Regions from separate parts of the Sus scrofa genome. Here region 1 is linked to region 2. A link is a contact called in public targeted proximity ligation data. All regions are on one chromosome and are shown on one strand. The core of a region is the stretch at or near the end of the contact, and the rest is flanking DNA. Distances in the headings are between cores, read along the strand shown.

The links.
Region 1: a targeted proximity ligation map of skeletal muscle shows a contact between it and region 2, with 3 times the contacts expected there. A contact is called at or near these places in 3 of 47 Hi-C or Micro-C datasets (embryonic fibroblasts and heart right ventricle) and 1 of 2 datasets of targeted methods (skeletal muscle).

The regions. Positions count from the first base shown.
Region 1 is chr4:82,554,017-82,556,716 of Sscrofa11.1, reverse strand. The region is part of intron 4 of LOC106510109 (a long non-coding RNA gene); the gene reads left to right. Among named protein-coding and RNA genes, the nearest start is that of XCL1, 120 kb to the right of the region's middle.
Region 2 is chr4:82,315,246-82,317,945 of Sscrofa11.1, reverse strand. All of the region lies in intron 3 of DPT (dermatopontin), which reads right to left. The region is part of intron 5 of LOC106510102; the gene reads left to right. Among named protein-coding and RNA genes, the nearest start is that of DPT, 29 kb to the right of the region's middle.

The sequences.
Region 1 (2,700 bases), core at 82-2,581, 240 kb before region 2:
GGGACCAGGATATAAACCCACTCCTCCCCAATTCCATGCATGCTACTTGCTGAAAGGAAGAAGAAAGAAGAAAGCAAATTTACTTTTGAGGGCTCATGACTGCCCCCAGGGGTCCATCTGTGCAGAACATGCACGTCCACTAAGGCTTCATGGGTTGGCAAAGATTACATTAGGTCTAAGGCCTCCTTTTGTCTCCACGAAGTCCCTCTCCCAAGTCTCAAACCAAATGAAGAACTTACCCATTTCTAAAGATTTCTGGGACTGAAAGCTCCCTAATCCTTCCTTTTCTACATTTTCTATGTTGAATAAAAACTCTAAGAGAAGCTTCCATACTGAATTTTTGTATCCGCGGATCAATCTCAGAATCAAAACTCAGGCAATTGGAATGCCGAGTCTGCTGTAGGCACCCTGCATTTAGAAATCTGACATATGAGCTGTGGAGAGCTGATTCTCTCTGTTGCCACAGAAACCAAATTGAGCTGGATTTAGCATTAAATTACAGGGTACACACAGAGATGGAGTTAAACATTTGTCTACCACTGCTTTTTTTCTTTTCTTTTTCAAATTGAACCTTGCCAGTAAGTGGTAGCAACACCTGCAAAGCTAACTGTTGTGCCAAAGGAGTGGGGGTTCTGGGAGCTTCGTAAATGGCAAGGACCTTGATTTCTGCCAAAGGCAGGGTTACTGCCCCAAGCGTGTCCCTTCAAGGCTTTAGGTCCTGCCAGTTCAAAAGGAACATCTCAGGGAAGATGAGAAAGAATTATGGAGAGTCTAGAGCTATGGCTACTGATTCAGTTGCCACATTTGGCCTCTGAACACTTGAAATGTGGCTAGTTCAAATTAGGAAGTGTTATAAATGTGCAACACATGTCAGATTTCCAAGGCTCAGTATGATAAAAAGAATGTAAAATGCCTCATTCATTTTTAATGGTTATTACATGTTGAAAAGATAATATTCTGGAACTCTTGGCTTAAATACAATGTATTACTAAAATTACTTCCACCTGTTTCTTTTGACAACTTTTAATGTTTGCTACTAGAAAATTTAAAATTATGTATGTGGCTCATATTACATTTCTATGGGACAGTGCTGCTTCCAGGACTGTTGTAATGCTAAGTTGGTTTGCTATCAACCAAAGCTGCTTAATCTTGAGATACTTCAGATTCTTCATCTGCATGATGGCAGTTCTAATATCCTTTCTGGCTTCTTCGCAGGTTTACTATGAAGATTTAATTTGATGCTAGAGTGGATTCTGCAGCATACTGTTCAGATACCCCTTTTAGTGTCAAGGTACTTATCCCCCCAGCTGCCAGAATGTTGGCTGCTGGTGACTCATAGCTGAATCCTTCTGGAATTGCTTGCAGCTGTTCTTTCAGATAGCTCTGTAGAATGCAAGTGGTTCATACAGAATCAAGCAAGGCAGGGTTAGAGATCACAAAGAAGCTGCATGAGCAAATGCTTCAGACCCCCATATCACCACTGCCATTGCCTCTCCATCAGCTGACCCCTATGCCTATGGCTGCAATGGAGCCTCCGTTATCAACTACATTTGGAGGAGAAACGCTCATGTTTGCATCACAGATGTGTTGGCTTTATATGGGGGTGAAGGCTGAAAGTGGACGGCTGTGAACTACAGCCCCACTTGCCAGTAGTCCATAAAGACAGATGAGAGGAAATCCTCTTAATAGGCAGTTGCAGTGGAGGTCCTAGTCATCCATTCTGTGTGGAAATAGAAGTGGACCAAAGTAATAATAAGACTCTTGAGGAATAGTGAATCGTTTTGCTCTTGGTCAGGGGACTGGAGAGAAAAGACTGGAAGATTGAGGGCATGGGAGGCTGGGGAAGAGGTGTGTAATGGGCTTCCAGCAGTGAGCATAAAGAGCAAGGATCTTTGCATTGCCTATTAATACCACTGGGGAGCAGTCATGGTGGGAGAGGCACTAAATAACTAAGTAGATGAAATGACTCGGCCACTTGACATCAGCCAGCCTCTGTCATCAGCCACCTTAGTGTTTGAGCAACAGGTAGTAGTCCCATGGTGGCAGGGCTCAAGGAAGTCCATGTGGTGTACACTCTAAATACACAATCACTGTAGGACACTGTGACCCCAAAAGATAGCATTTATGGATCCAGGAACCCAAAGTGAAAGTAGGAGTGGTCCTGCTTACTGTCCCTCCCAGTGACTCAACTGTGGGATTGGTGACAGCTGCAGACTCTGTGGGCCTAACGGTGCTGTTTTCCAGAAGGAGAATGCTTTCATCAGAATATACAATAAGTGCCTATTATACTTTAAGCTGTCATTGCCATCTGGTCTCTTCTGGCTCCTTGTACCAAGGGATGAGCAGGCAAGGAAAGACGTCATGACCCTGGAAGGAGTCACTGACCCTGGTAATCAGGAGGAAGCCATGCTCTTGTTATATAAAGGGGTAGCAAAGAATATGTCTGGCATCCACTTGTTCTAATGGGGCATCTCCTGGCACTCCTCTGCCCCATATGAGATAAATGGAAAAGGTCAACAGTCATGCCCAGAGAGAGGTGTGGTGATCAGGGCCTTGATCTCTTCAGGGATGAGTGTCTGGGTCACCCAACCAGGTAAGATACCTAGAACCACAAAGATGATGGCCAGGGGTGAGAGGAATCCAGAATGGATGAGAGAGGAGGGAGATGTGAAAATCACTTGCAGCCTCCAAATCAGATGT
Region 2 (2,700 bases), core at 61-2,560:
GGTCCTGTTCATCACCAGTGATCAGCTCACCACTGCTCTGCCCCAAAGGTACATCTTGGACATAGAGGTTTACAGCTTGGAATAAAAGTATTTATTTAATATGGTCTCCATTTTCATCCTAAAAAATCTTCATTTACATAGGCCATCCATCTGCTCATTCCTTCTTTTCCTAAATACTTATCATGTGTTAGGCTCCATGCTGTACCCTATGTGTTTCCTTTCAGAAAGCACTATTACAGGGAAATGAAGAGAGAGAAAACATCTAAAACCTGTGAAGTGAAAGAGAAAATGCCTGCCATTCTTAGATAACAGAAATTAAGTTGCATATTTGTTTAAATGATCAGGCAGGGGTATGAGAGGACATAGAACTGCTCGAGTTTGAAAAACGTGGTGTGAATACATTTCAAGGAATGTTCTTTGCTAAGAGCTAGCCTAAACTCTTTGTTCACCCATTTAACAAAAACTTATCAAAAGCCTAATCTGCACAGTGCTCTCTGGTCTAACATCTTTTAACAGTGATATTGGTGATGGTAATGATAACCGTAAGTACTTTTGCAGAGTCCTCCAACATATGCAGCATTGCACTAGGTGCTTTATCTAGTTTCTCATTTAACGCTCATGATAAGTCATTGCTTCGGTGAAGAAGCTGGCTCAGAGAAATGACCTTTATTAACCTAATTAGCTGACAATTTCAAGTTCCAAGTTGTTGAACTCAAATCTTGCTCTTTCTCTTAGACCAAAACACTTCCATAACTGGATGTCTATAATCCCATCGAGCACACGGCTGTCCCATTCTTAGCAAAGGTTTGATAAAGGGCAAAATTAAGAGTCATTCTATATACGATTTTGCAAATCATTCCAAAGCATAGTGAGGTTATTTAACCTTACAAAAGCCTTCTTCCTTTTCAATCTGTGAGTCCCCTTCACGGTTCAGTTTCTCTTAAACACTAACACTGACAAGATCTCTATCCAGCCTTGGATCTGGAAGGGAAACTGACCACTCTCTGTCCTAGGAGATAACTCTTGTCAGCAGCTATGGAACATGCTGCTCCAGCAGTATAAGACAACTTTAAATTTAGAGTCTGCTGCTCAAGGTTGCTTGTTTAGAGTGACTGGGCATAGGAGCTCCAGTACAAACCTTTGAGAGCCTGGATACCTGAATATTTGTTAGTATTTATTCCTGCCATTGTCAACAGAGGACATGACTTGTTTCAGAAGGAGGTCAGAAAACTGGTGGCGTGTATGTTTAACAAATGAATTTCATAACTGTAGACAAGTCTTATTTATCTCTGTGCCAACAGACACAAATAGATGAGCTCTTAAGCCAGGCATTCACACTACTCTTATAAGAGGTTGTTCACTAATGCAAAGCAAAATTTAGACTTGGTGGTAAAAACCAAGATACTCGAATGAGGCTTAGTTGCTGATTTCCCTCCAGAACAGAGGTTCTCAATCAGGGGAAATTTTATTCCTCAGGCTTTTGTTGTTGCTGCGGGCACAACTGTGGGTGAAGGGAAGTTGCTTCTGCCATCTCATGGGTAGGGGCTAGGATGCTGCTGCACACCTAGAATGTATAGGAAAGGCTCCTGCAACAAAGAATTGTCTGGCCCCAGATGTCAATAGTGCCCAAAGCGGGCAAATCCATTCCAGGAAGAAACCACTATGATTTGCATGTGGAAGAAAAGCTCCTGCCCAGTGAGTATTGCACTGACAATATTTCTCTAAAGCAGTGGCCGCAGCGTCTTTCAACAAAGTGGAAGAAATCCAAGTTGTGGTTCTTTAAGCCACTGATTATCAGTGACAGGAGCAAAATTGCATGGGTAATTTCATTTTAAACAAAGGCAAGTTATAATATCTCAGTTTTCCAAGATTCTAGGTTAAACCATGCAACTGAAAACTTTCATGCCAATAGCAATTGGATATTTTAACTGTCCGAATATATATATTTGGTATTAATTACCTTCTTAAACAGGAAATGCAGAACTAATTTTCTTGTTGACTTGGAGACAGCACTAAGAAAATTGAATACCCTGCTGTACTATTATCTGATGCTGCCCTTTGGGGCTATGCACTGCTGCTTAATGTCACTGGTCTTCCATGGTCTTTTGAGTTTTTAGGTTTTTTTTTTTTTTTTTTTTTTTTTTTTTTTGGTCAGATTTTATTTTATTTTATTTTTTAATTGTTATTTCCCCAATACATTTTTTTTTCTACTGTACAGCCTGGTGACCCAGCTACACATACATGTACACATTCTTTTTTCTCACATGATCATGCTTCATCATAAGTGACTAGACATAACTCCCAGTTCTATTCTTAAATATATTTTTGTGTGTGTCATGTCATTCAGCTATTCCTTCTCACTGGTGAAGTGAATATCATTTTAAGTTGTATCTTTCCTGTTATTTTTTTAATTTGCCACTTCTAGAAAATAATAACCAAGTTAGTTAGAAAATGTATCTAAAATATAAATAATTGGAGTTCCTGTTATGGCTCAGCAGAAATGAATCCTTGCTCAGTGGGTTAAGGATCGGCATTGCCATGAGCTGTGGTGTAGGTTGCAGACACGGCTTCGATCCTGCTGTGGCTGTGGTGTAGGCCGGAGGCACCACCCCTAGCCTGGGAACCTCCATATGCCATGGGTGCGGACCTAAAAGAAAGAAAAGAAAAAAAAGAAAAAGTATATAAATAATTAATGTATGA